2 separate regions of the Columba livia genome follow, and region 2 is linked to region 1. A link is a contact called in public Hi-C data. All regions are on one chromosome and are shown on one strand. Each heading gives the region's core, a stretch centred on a gene start, on an enhancer-like site or on the middle of the called end of the contact. The rest is flanking DNA. Distances are from core to core; before and after follow the strand shown.

Region 1 (6,864 bases), core at 3,059-5,558:
AAAAAACAAATCAAAGTTTATCACTTTCTTCTTCAGTGAACAGCTCCATATTCCATTAAACATCTGTGGTGATCCCTATTGGCACATACATACTGATTTAAGCCCAAAGATGTAAGTAATCTGCTCAGGCATTCATGGCAACAAGCTTTCCATTGAAAAAGGCTGAACTTTTCATGTTTTAATAAAAGGCATGAATGCAGCTAACAAGATAAGTTAAATAACCTTATTTTCCTCTCACTCCATTACATGTATTCCACTATTACAGTATTTCACAATGGGCTCCAACTAACTGCCGTGAAAGGTTCTCCTATTTCATCCTGCCCACACGTTCTTGCCCTCTCCTTTGCGCTGGATCTGTCAGAAAACCAAAAATTATTACCTGCTACACCATGTGAAGAATACAAAAGAGATGGCAGAAATGAGTGGCTGGCAGAGAGGGAGGTGTGAGAATATATACATGTTTTTCATTCTAGGCTGCTTTGCCCTTCCTTACACATACACCAGCTCCACTATCAGCATAAGGTCTTCCAGGAAGCACCAGACAGGAATTGCTACCACCAAAAAGCAAACATGATTTTTTTTTTGTTATTATTATTATTATCATCATCTATTTAGGGGTTTTTTTTGTTGTCATTTTTAAAGAGGAGGAAGGAATAAGAAAAGTAGATAAGGAAGAAAATACTCGGGCCATTTTCCTGGCTAATCATCTTTCTAATGATACCCATCATGGCAGTAGGATTTCCCTCTCCTGTCTACAGCTCCGTATAGCATGCCCAATTAAAGATCCATTGCACACTGCCAAGCAGAGGGCTTGCTCAGTAAATACAGATATAAACAGACTGATATTTGCCTGTGTCAAAAGTTTATCAGAACAGTTGAAGAATCACATTCCAAAGGAGATAAGTAGGCAGGCAGAAAAGACAGGAGAAAAAAACCACCTAAACTATAATCTAAGATATCATATTAAGAGATACAAAACAAGTACAATGAACAGTAAGGCTGCTACTTCAAGGTTAATTGAGAAGTGACTGAATCATCTGTGCCTGGGAACAAAGAGATATTGACACAGATAGAACATTATCTGATTATTTTATTCAAAAAATATGGTTATGTCATGGATTTGTCACCTGTGACGCTGTCTGGTCCATTCAAAGGAACCCTTCAAGATAAGCACATGGTTAAAAACAAAACAGTCTGCTCGCAATCTTACCAAACATAATTCACATATTGCTTATCAAGGCGTGTTTCCCAAAATTTACTTCGGCAGAGGCACGGTTAGATGTCTAGAGGGTAAAACTCAGCCCAGAGCCCACTGTCCCTGCCTTCCTCTCCACTGATCACAGAAGCAGCTCTACACATTTAATCTCCTACACTACGGTTAACCGTGATAAATATCCTCCCCTCTTTTAAAGCAGTTCTTTTCAGCATAAGCCAAACTCTAAAGGGAAGCTCATAAAAAAGAAGAAAAAAAAAAGAAACCACGCACACACACACAAAATATCAATACAATGGACTATGAGAACTCTGGTAGCTAAAAGCCATTGGCACAGCACCTAACAGCACCCTCTGGCTTCACAAGGTTACTCAAGCTGAGATCCTCACTGCGAAGGAACTTAATAGCAGCTCCTGCGCTTCTCCTGCTTCTGAGTCCATCCACCACTTCTTTCCAACCTCCCCATATTATTTTCTCTGCCCTTTCTGGTATTTTTCTCTTTGGTTTGGTTTGACTGGCACATTGTAAACCTTCTCAGTGTCCTCTCCCCAGCAGAAGACACACTTGCAATCAAGTTCGAAGCACGAGGGAAGTGTAAAAGGATGGATAGAGACAGGCAATGGATATCAAGCATGCGTAAATCAACTGAGCTACAGCTGTCTCTGTAGAAAATGTAAAAAAAACCCAAAAAAACAAAAAAACAACAACAAAAAAACCACACAAACAAAAAAACCCTGTTTATTCTATCACACCACACTGTAAGGAAAGCTGAGATCCACAGCACAGAAGATGATCAGTCTGGCACCTTTAACAAAGCCAAAGACAACAGAAAAATAATCGTAATTTTTAAAAGAAGGAAAAAAAAATATCACTATATATCATCCTAAACTGCATAGACTAACCCTAAAACCACCATATGATCAGATATTTTTACATTTAGTTCAACGCCTCAAAAAAAAGTGCTGAAAACCTAGCAATAACCATTGCTTGCAAGAAGAATAACTGGATTATGATTTTTAAAGACCTGAACCTTGGATACCTTTTGCTCTGCAACTGAACAAAAGAAACTGCAACATTCTCTTAATTCTGTTTTATTATTTATTTCCATTATTTTCTTGCCATTTTCAAGACAAAATAGATAGTTTTCAGTCTCAAACTGCTGTTCGTGCATAAACGGAAGTTTTTACTAGAATTAAAAGGTAGTCCACATAGCACATCTTTGTTTTTAAAGGAAATGGTTACTCATGCTGCCTTGAGACCTCCCTTCATTCACCATTTAGATGGCTGGTTTTTATTTCTTTAAGGCCCCTACTCAATTATAGCTCAGCTGCCTATAAAACACTCACATCTCCATACAACACACGTGAAAGACAAATTATCCATTTTTGCTACAAACACTCCTCTAAAGGCACAAACACAACTTTTTCAGGTTCTTATTCTTTACTTCTGTAGCAATTTAATTTTATATCAAGATGAAACTGCCACTGATATCAGCACTGGAAATCGGCACCTAAAATAGCGATGCAGGTTTGTTTGTTTTTTTTTAAAAAAAGAAACACTTATCCTTTGACCGTGTACATAATGTTTGAGGAAAACCAAAGAGGTCACGCGTATTTTTAAACTTCCCATCCAGCACAGTCTACACAAAAATAGGAATCGGAAGTGCCCGACGCTTGTGTAACCAGAAAGTTCCCAGTGTCACTGCAGGAAGGCTCAACATTATCCACACCAAGCTGCCCCTGGAGGGCTCCTTATGTATGGAATTAACTTTTACAGTCACACTAAGGCAGAAAAGCCTCTCTGTTTACAACCAGGAACTTGAACAAGAAAGATTAAAAGTGTAAGTACAGGTACAGGCCACTCACTATTTTTCTCCATACAATTTGGGAGTTGTTCAACCACAATAATAATTAAAGGAGTACCGTACATGAGCGAACTCTGTTCCAATGCAATACATAACCTAGCCCTGGCAGTTTTGAAGCTTTTTCTGCCTTTCCCTCCTTCGATGGGGGTCTGTGGGCTTGGAGAGGCAGCCACCCCCCAGCCTGATACAGCTGGCTCGCAGAGGTCAGGCAAGCCACTAACAACCCCAGAACTATAGCGCTATACATATTTTGAGTTAAAAGCTGAATATAAATGAAATCTACATATGCAGCCCCAAATTGGCACTCTGCAGAATCAGTCTATAAAAAGGTGAAACAATCACCATCATACATAAATGCAAAATAGCCAGATGTGGTGTCAAAAAAAGCAACCGTAATGCTATTAGCTACTTCCACCAACCCACGCCCAGCAGCCCATCTATAAGGTGAGTGGAAAGCTCTGCCTGACTTACTGAGTACCATTTCACAAATGCCATATGCCAGCAGAGTCTGCATCCCTGGTCCTCCCCTCAACCAACTAACTCCCACTGCTGCTAGTTTGGTCAGATGCAGATACAGCTGCGTTTCCAATTACCAGCACATGCAGACACCAGTTACTTTTTACTAAAGCTGTTCTGGTTTTTACTGGCTATCAGATGATGCTCAGAGTGAATCCTGCTTCTAGTGATACAAGCTGCTTAAGAGTAAAATCCAAATCAGTAGTTCAGGACGTTAATAACTTGTGGGAAAATTAAGACCCCCCCAAACTGTGCAAATTTCTTATGTTCTGCCTATTTCCTTTGCCATGCAGAGCCAACACTGAACTCCATCACCTTTTTTCAAGCAAGCAAGGACTTGACCTTCTTCCCCTTTGTGAAGTTGTTCCTCCGATACTGCATTCAGTGCAGCTGCACACCCGAGATCAAGCTTCTGCTGAGAACAACTTGAAGTTACAGACAGTTTCTGACGATTCCCGAGGATGACACTTCCACAGGCGCACCGCTCTCGTTTAAACACGGTTACCTACCCTGTTCACGTTCATTCGACAAAATTCAAAGAAGGCCAAACCCGTGTATTTCAGCATCCCAGTCTCCTGAAGGGCGGAGGAGCCAGCAGCGACTCAACGCCGCCACCTGGTGGCCGCCGCCAGAGGGACACTGCGCTCCGCGCCGCCGGCCGGGCCCTCCGCAGCGGGAGGGCATCGCCACCCGCGCCTCCTCACCCCCGTACCCTGCGGGGGTACTCACCCCACACCCCACTGCTACGGATTTGGGGGGGGATATAACCCTCCCGCAGGCGCGGATCTGCCGGTGGAGCCCGCCCGGGGCGCCGCCGCGGCCGCCAGGGAGCGCTGTGGTCGCGGCCGCCGCGGAGGGCCCCGCAGGCCGCTCCTCCCGCCACCACCCCGGGGCCCCCACGGCCCGCCCCGCTCCGGAGAGTCCCCCGGAGCGGACCTCCGGGCTCGGAACTGCTCTCACAGACACCGAAAGCTTGCCATAAAAACAAAAAAAAAAAAATAAAAATCAAGAGATAACTCCCTAAAAATGAGATGCTGCCAGTGGTTCAAGCTCTCCTCTGTTTCTCCTGAAAACTTGTATCTTCCTGAAAACAGTCTAAAAAAGAAGACACAACAGGCCGATTTTGCCTGCATTTACACAGATAACAGCTAAAAGGGGACAGAAGTATTTCCTTTTTGCACAGAGGCCGGGCATTGAATCATTTCAGCTGGAACAGACCATCAGAATCATCGAGTCCAACCACAACCTAACTCCAGCTCTAACTCAGACTGGATTGCTGTTTGGGAGCTGTGTCAGGACAGTCATGCGTAAGACCCTCTTAGGCAGGATTTATACTATCACAGAAATATAACATTATAACAGCATATAACAGTATCCAAGCGCAGTGACAGCACTCAGAGGTACTGCAGACAAAACTCAACTTACAGAAAAAAAGCAGGTTCTTGGATGATGGTGGAGCGCAACCCCAGGATGCGAAACTGGGACCTGCAGGCCACATCTGTCCCCAACTGCTGTGCATCCCCCAGGCCTGTACCATGCATTTCCTACCTGTTTTTATACTCTCCCCTACTACAGATAACATGTCAAAGGGAAGCTTGCAGAGACACAGTCCTAGAGAAAATCCAAGATGGTAAATCTTTGCCCTGAGCCCATTTGCCATGAGCATCTCCTCTCACAGACTGCCCTGAGAAAGGGGGTGCCTCCAGGACACAGTACCAGCCCCAACAGCCAGACCCTTTCCCAGGCCACCCAGAGTCACTCCCTAAACTTTCAGGTCTAAAGAGAGCTCAGGGCCAACCTGTGCTGATTTTCTCTCCCAGTAAATATTTAAGGCTTTGTGCAGGCAGAAGAAGCCCAGATAAATCTCCCCTGGGCTCCAAGTACAGGAAGCCATCACAGCTTTGACTGCTGAAGCCTGCTTGTGAATGGGTCCAGAAACAGACAGTGATCTGAACCAGACTCAGAACACACCATGTTTTTCTTGGGAGAGTTCACCTCTAAAACTGCAGCAGATAGGCTGTAGTACACCACACTCACCAACTCAAGCTATAACAACACCCTTCCTTCCGACAGTCCTCCAATCAGCGACAAAGCCACTGGCAAGGGCAGCAAGTTACTGATGCCACATCAGAACATCCACGCTTGATGAGAAAGGAAAACAAGGTATTTCACATAAATAATAGGACATCTATTATTTTTTTCCTTCAAAACACTGAAGTGACAATATATTTAAAAACCCTTCTCCCTTCCCAACTGTAAAGCCAATGTCACATCTCAGATTAAAGTAATTCTTATATTAATTGGATCACCAGAGTCCCTCTGGTGTCTTTCTGAAAACTCCCCTAAATTTACTACTTTCCATTACTAAGAGGTCACCTGCTTACCCACAACAAACACATGTCCATGGCATTGCACCTTTATTGAGAAATGACCCTTATTCATTGTGCCAGCCATGCAGCATATGACAGGAAAAAAAGAAAAAAGTTGTTTTAGCTGAAGATGCCAAAGGGTCATTGCACTCTGCCTCCCAACCTAATCCGACTTTGCTTTTTAGCAGTTACCTTTGCGCAAATAATAAAGCAGCAAGATACTGTGCACTCAAATCCTGCCCTATTTCCAGGGATACTACAAGAAAAAACAAAACAAACAAGTCCTTGCTGAACCTGGCTTAAGAAAGTACACACAAATGCATATGTGTGCACACAGGCACACAAGTGAGGTTGGCATGTCCTAACACAGATTTTAGGCAGTCTTAATTTCCAAGACTTTATACTGCTAGAATGTATTTCTAAAAATGAGACTTCTTTTCAACATATTTCATTAGGAAAAATGAAAAGCTTAAAAAAAGAGAGAGTGGTCCACTGTGCAACCATTTTCTCTGTGCTGATGAATATGTAATTCAGTGTTTTTCCTCTTTATGAACAACCAAACACTTGAGGGTATTGTTTTTGTCTTTTTATTTTTCTTCTCCCCCTTTTTTTTTTCCTGTTTGTTTGTTTTAACAGAGCACCAGCCAACATGGCAAAGACTTGTTCCTCAACTGCCAAAAGCATCACTAGTATAAAGGTGATGTCAGCACTGTTTTGTTAGTGAAGTTGGCCTGAACAGACAGAACATACACATTTTGCCAGGTCAAGCATTAATGGAAACTATCGTTAGTTTGCTTAGCCCAGCAGTATGAAAGCTCCTAAGACAAGACAACATCATCAAAAAAGATCTGGGATCACCTCAAACTTAATCGCTCAAGCTCAATTCCTCTGAAGATCCATAG
Region 2 (6,864 bases), core at 2,400-4,899, 240 kb before region 1:
ATCCTCCCACGAGTCCCCAGAATAGTTGATGTGGTTTGCAGTTACACCAGCTTATTTCTGAGCATATTTTCCTTTCTTTTGTGCTGAGAAAAAAAAAAAAAAAAAAGACCTTCCCTGCAACAAGAGAAACAACAGAATCCCTGCATTTCATGTGGGTAAAATGAAAAGGGGTATATGCAAGTACGTAGGGTTTTTGTAGATAGTCTGGTGTTCCTGTATTGACATTTCCTCCGCGGGCAGTCTCTGGCTTTGTGCGGGCGCCTGGCACTTGCACACAGCTCCACTCTGTTATGGAAAGCCAGGCATGCATGAGCTGATCGCTGGAGACAAGTGAGGAAAAGGGGGGACCTTGGCGAAGACGAGTCAGCTGGGGACAGGGAACACTGTGTCTTTTATGAAGCAGTGTGCAGAGGGAGAGGGAAAGGGAGAGGGAAGCGAGAGCGATGCTTGCACGGCATCCCCAAGGTGCCCCCCCTCGCTCCCCAAACCAGCTGCTGGCAAAAGGCAGAGCTGCCAGAGCGCAGCAAAACTGTGCAGCAGGAAAATGGAAGCCTTGGGGTGAAATATAACTCTCCTGTGCAATTGTGGAATATAAGTCCTGGGGAGAAAGAGGGAGTGTGGGACTGAGGTGGGGAGAACATCATGCCGTTGCTGCTATGGAAACCAAATCCTCCCCATCGCAGGGAGGAGATGTGCCAAAATCCTGGCCAGCCTGGCTGCTGCTCACAACATACCCTTTCCCCATGTCTCTGCTCTCCTCTAAGACCTTAGCAGTTGCAAGGCCTTGCATAGAGAAATGAAGGTTTACGAAACTGCAACAGTGCTCAAACAACCTTCCTGGCAAAATGTATTAAGGTCTTCCTATGATAAATACCACAGGCTTTCTAGTTATTATTTACTGCTACAGGAATGTGCAGAATTTTTTTCTTCCCCCTGAATCAGACTGAGGGGAAAAGGGGGTTTAGAGGGATCATCTGTGTTTCATGTCTCCCTCTCATTTTTTTTCCACTGCTGAGGCTGGATGAGAGATACTGACTGAAGAATTAATTTTGGAGTAGGGCTCCTGGGTGCGAGTAATCTTGTGGAGGAAAACATGCTTCCTACCTGTGTCATTTCTGGGGAAATGAGAGCAGGTTTTACTGGCAGAAGCAAGGGCAAACGAGGCCTCAGGAAGAAAAAGGAAAAAGCATGATAAGGGCTGAGCAGGCCTCTCATTAACTTCTCTTGGTCTGTGCTTGTGCCAAGATGTGGAGTATTAAAACTCATTGCTCTCCAAGCACTGGATAGAGAAATATCTTTCTTTTAAGAAAACAAAACAAAACAAGACAAAACAAATCCCAACAACAGCTGTGTTCATTACAGTGTTTATGTTCATGGCAGTTTTGTATTCATCAGTTTTCTTATACCAGAACCAGAGGCATGTTGCTCAGGGGGTTACTGCAGATAGGAAAAGCTGCTTAGCATGTACCATCCATATATAAACCCTTTGTTTCAGAGAAACCTCTTAAACAGGCTTATCTGCAAGTATAGGTGAATTGGAGCCCATGGCATAAAGCCTATGGCCCAGCTTGAGACTCCCGCTTAGAGGGAGTCCTGGTGCCTGCTGGGATGAGGAGTATCTGATGAATTCCTCAGAAGGTAAAAGTACATTCCCTGTATTAGGAAACAAAAAGCCAGGTCTTGTGCCAGTGGCATAGGATGTTACTGGAAAACCACACTAGGGAGGTATGTCTACCCAATTTTTATTCCCTTTTTATCCATAATTAGCTGCTGTTGGAAAGCCTGAGTGTGACAGACTTGCTGTAGCTGAGTACAGCTATTCTGCCTGTCAGACACAGTTCACTCTGCAAGGAATGGTCCCTTTGAACTAAATAGCACCAGTAATGGGTATATTGTTATGAAGTACCCACAGGTATTTACAGGATTTTGACTTCACTGAGGTTTACAGGGCTTCTATGTTGGTCTAGCTCTTTGGATATCAGCAGAGATAACCCACATACATTGTTGTGAATGTCATTATCAACCCTGCTTGCTGCTACCAAAAGTTTCTAGGGGCATGCTGGCAGGCCTGTGCTACATGCGATAAAGCTGCAGCGTATTTTAACCATAGTTAAAAGAAAAAACAAAACAAAACAAAACAAACAAACAACAAAACAAACAAAAAAAACCCATATGAAGACAGAGAGACCTGGCAGAATCCCAGGAGAGAGGATGGAGCTGGGAGGGATTTCACTGCTCTAATGATCAGCTTCTTCTGCAAAGAAGGGAGCAGGAAGAATGTGAAGCATTTGTCATATCTGCATCATTCTGTGACAAGAGATTCACCCTCTCTTATGAGCCCTTTTCATTTACAGTAAAACTCCTTTGTGCCTCACTTCAATGATTTTCAGTGAAAGGTCAGGAGGGGGTGGGGACTGGAGCAGTTAATTCAGCAATTGTACAGTACCCACTCTTAGATTCTTGAGGTTTTATTCTGTATTAAAACTAAGAAGCTGTTGTTTACTCCGGGATTACTGAATGGCCTCTGTTCCCATGATACCTAGAGGAGGCTGACAATTATTCTTCCTGGGTTCTCCCTGGAGCTATTTTGTTTGCTGGCAGGGAGGAAATTGTTCATGTTTCATTTGCACTACCGTTGTTCCAGCTGCCAGAGCAGGAATGCTTGTCCGCCAGCCTGCATCGGTGGCAGCGGCTCCCCTTCAGACCTGCCATCTGTTAGCGTTATTCCTATTATCATCTGCGTGATGGCAGTGCCTAGCTGGATGTCCCTCTGTGCTAGGCACTGCTCCAGTATGTCAAAAGCACAGAGGGGGCACCGTGAAGACAGGTGAGGGACACAAGAGACTGAGCGGGGGGGGACTTGTCTGCTCCAGTCCTCTGGGTAAGCTAGAAAAAGGGCCTTCAACTGCATCCTGCTGCCTCCGGCCCCTCTCGGACTCTTACTGACACATCTCCTTAAATATCCGCTGTAAATACCAGCTGCAGAACAACATAAAGGTCTGCTAGTCCCTGGTTAATAAAAACAAGGCTTCTTATAAACATCCTCATTCCAAATCCTTATATCATCCAGCAAGAGAAAAAAAGGAGAGGAGTTTTCATTTCACCCGGCTCTTAGTCACCTGGGATCCTCTGTAACATGGGATCCTCAGTACTCTGGAAGGTATTTTTTTGTTGACTCACAAGGTGCCACAATGAGCCGTTTCAAGCCTGGATTTCTGGATGTTGCAGTCTCAGCTTGGGACCCACCTTGCTGAGCTCCAATTTTAAGAAACGAAACCCACCCCGGCCCTGATCACACCTTGGCACCTTGCGAGACTGCGCTGAGCCCGGCCATGCTGAAACCCCGGTTCGGAGACAGCACTCATCATTTCACCTCCCAGCCTTTCCTCCGTTGCCTTTGTCCGGAGCCAGGAAGGCTGCCAGGGCCGGCTTCCCCCCGCGGAGCCTGCAGTGCCGGCGCGGTACCACTGAGCGGCACCGTCCGCCCGGAGACGCGGGGCCCGCCCGGGGACCCCACCCGCGCCCCAAGGCACCCCACCCGCATCCCCCCGGGGACCACCACAGGGCTGCTCCGAGCGGGAGGAGAGGTGACCCCACACGTCGGTTTGGAGTCACATAAACACACGAAAAGAGCATTTTCACCCTAAAGCTCAGCCTCAAAGGTCAAGGGGCTTTGCACGCAAGTCTATGAAACGCAAGTGTTTGCTTCACCGGTGCTTGTGAAGGGTGAGCTCATAACTCAAAACGCTGCTACGCCAGCCGGGCCTGCGTCCAAATAAGACGCCAACTGCCAAGGAGTTTTTCATCATTTATAGAATTTTGACTTGGTAGGAAGTGTTTTTTATATTTATTTATTTATTTATTTATTTATTTATTATTTTTCCCTTTACTGGCTTGTTTTTGTTTCTGAAATGACATTTGTGCCTCCAGATGTTCAAATGATTCAATATTAAAATGTTCTCAGCAACCCCGTGTTTTTTTTTGCCTTTTCCTTTTTATTTTCCTTTTTTTTTTCCTTTTTTTTTTCCTTGGGGGAGGTGGGGGGAGGGTTAGGGAGGATGGGGGATAAAACAGCAGCAAAAGTTTTCAACTTTAAAATAATTCAGTGTATGTTGTTCGCCGTGTTTTGAACAATATTTCTAGCAAATGGCTTTGTACAGGTCGATATCTAAATTGTGTCTATTTTCACTTTCTGAAAATTATGACCATTTCTTTACCTGGAAATCTGAATATTTGCTCATTAGCAGTTATGTTTTTAAGCTAATTGAGTAATTCCTATGAAGGATATAAAAATAAATCTGTAAAAAAAGGAAACGTTTCAAACCCTGTCAAACAGAAATGGGATGTGCACTTTCCATTAGTTCAGTTCCTTGATTTTTTTGACAATGCATCGTTCCAAAAGTGCTCCTAGTCTTGATTTGGGCACAGCTGTGGCTGCTCTGGGGCTGTATAGAAAGACATGCTGGTGTCCTGTCTCCCCATTCGTGCAGACTAGGGACCCACCTGCAGGATGCCACATCTCCTTTCCAGAGGAGACCGAGGTGATGGGAATGACTGCAGGCGAGCATCTCCATCTCACCCTGGTCACGATATGTGCCTCCAGCTTCAGGAACTGGAAGTCTCCCAGGCCTACCAGTTTCCATGTGGCCACTCTGTCTGTTTTGCTTGGTAGAGCCACTTCCCTCCTCTACCTTTTTCAGCCCAAAACTGCAGTTTCTATCCTCATTTCTGTGTGTGTTTTGGGGAAGTTAGTCGGGCATGACGCTTTGCCATTTTGGAGAGCAGACTTGCTCCTGCAGTCTAGCTCAGCGCTGGTGCATTTTTAAATCAAGTATTGTTAAGTGCTTCAAGTGAGAGTGGGGAGGGTTTACCATTCCTTTTGTAACAAAATGGTTTTAGTTTACATACATGTGAAGAAGATAAATTTGTGGTTGACAGCCAGAGACAGAAAAAGCCTGAGGATTATGTATTTTTTGTTGCAGGATGACTTGATATACAACACAAACACACACCAGTAATCAATAGCTTTAAGTTAGACATAGTGTTTGCAGGAGAGACACAGAGCTACAGCATTTGCAGAGATCCTCAAGCCCAGCTTCCTGAAGTTATGTAGGGTACCTAAATCCCAGTGAAATCAGTAGCCCTACATAATCTGTGGGGATCTTGCATGAAGATCAACTTCAGTGTTTTCATTGTTGTTGCTCTCTGCTTCAGCAAGCTAAACTGGGCAAGGCTGATCCCAGCAGTCACAAGCTGGATGGACATCCCACTGGCATTTATGGGACTCCATGGCTGCACAACCATGCTGTATAAAAATGTATATTATTTTCTCTGTCATATATATTTTAAGGAAAAAAATAAAAAGAAAGAAAGAGATTGTGGCCTGCTTTCCCTCTCCTCCCCAAACCAGAGTAAAATTCTTGTAGCTCTGCCCTTTTCCCTCAAATGCCTTTGCCCCAAAACTTGGTGGCACAATAAACAAGGCTTCTTTAAAGAAAAACAGGCAGCAGAGAATCCTTCTGCCAGTCCCATCCTTTCACTGGCTTTGAATCCAGAAGGGCTGCTCCCTGACAGTTGTCCTGCCAAGCCTAAAAGAGCTGTGTCAGCTCGGGTTTGGACGCCTTCCCTCTCAGTCCTGGACATTTTCTTCTGCAGTCTTTGTAAGGTGCAGGCAAACCAGGCAGCTGCCAAGGGGAGCTGACAGACAGACCTGCAAAATGGCCCATCACCACTTTGCCAAGTCTGCAGAGCCAGGTGGCCCATTGTGGCCAAGGCCAAGGCTGTGGTGGTGAGGGCTGTGTTTGCACCTGGAAGAACAGGCAGCCTCTCCCCATACAGCCCCTCATGCCCCATGGGGCTCCCAGGATCAGTGACAACCCACCCTTTCCTTTCTGTGGCAGAAGCAGACCCACCAGCTGTGCTCCTTGTTTTTCACTGTCAGAAAGGCCGAACGAAGCCTTGTCTATCTTTTGACCAGTCTTGTGCTTGATGTCCCAGCCAGGGCATCCTCCCTGTGATGCACCAGACTGTCTCTGGAATAACATTGTGCCTCCTGGCACCCCTCTCCTGCCCTGGCTTGCTGGGTGGAAGATGAAGGCGGTGGAAGAAAGGACAAAAAAACTGAATGAACAATGTAGATGCAGCCCCAGAACACTTTGTTTAGGAAAACAGCTGCTTTTTTTCCTGTGTGGTCTGAGCAATATGAAAACAAGGAGCAAAGCACTTGCGTGCCATGGTGCTGGTATGAAAACAGCAACTGGCTGCCGCTTGCACAGGGATGCAAGAGCTGAGGAGACACAGCCAGCTGCGTCCACCCCAAGGCTCCCTGCCCTCCTCATGCTTCAGCTCTCCATGGGGAAGGTGTGGAATCACCTCCCACACCTGAGCAGGTTACTGGTAATGTACATGACACATTTGTCCTTTCTGCCCTTGTATCCTGCATCTCAAGGGCTTCTTCTCAGCTGAAAATAGAGGGCAAGGGAATGACCTAGCTGTCTGACCAAAATTACCTGGGAGAGGAAAAGCCCTTTGGGTGTACTGTGTTTTTTTAGGTTTTCTTTACATTTGTGTTTCTACCATGGCTGGAGGGCCCATCTGAGGCTGTGTTAAGGGCTGTGCCAGCACTTTATAAAAAGGTGGATACATTCTAAGGACCCTCCCAGAAGGTAATGACAAGCACTACAAATCAGTGAGAGCATAGACGGCCTATCTACTAAAGCACACTAAAATGAACATCTACTTTTTGGCAGGGTTTTATGTAAATAAAGAAAGAATTGGTTTTCTCCGATTTCTGCAAAGTCATTGTTTATTTCACATATCACAACTGAGAAGGCAATTTGAGACAGGAAGAACAGCTCACTTCTA

What was found. Hi-C and Micro-C count contacts between places; a contact is called where the count stands out from the background.
Region 2: a contact with region 1 is called in a Hi-C map of crop, with 2.9 times the contacts expected there. The contact joins two enhancer-like sites. A contact is called at or near these places in 2 of 2 Hi-C or Micro-C datasets (crop and liver).

The regions. Positions count from the first base shown.
Region 1 is chr1:32,859,880-32,866,743 of bColLiv1.pat.W.v2, reverse strand. All of the region lies in intron 2 of TSC22D1 (TSC22 domain family member 1), which reads right to left. Among named protein-coding and RNA genes, the nearest start is that of TSC22D1, 65 kb to the right of the region's middle. Within about 2 kb of position 4,308, at least 3 of the 3 cell types and tissues checked have an H3K27ac peak away from gene starts, as active enhancers do.
Region 2 is chr1:33,098,341-33,105,204 of bColLiv1.pat.W.v2, reverse strand. No RefSeq gene overlaps it. Among named protein-coding and RNA genes, the nearest start is that of LACC1, 28 kb to the left of the region's middle. Within about 2 kb of position 3,649, at least 3 of the 3 cell types and tissues checked have an H3K27ac peak away from gene starts, as active enhancers do.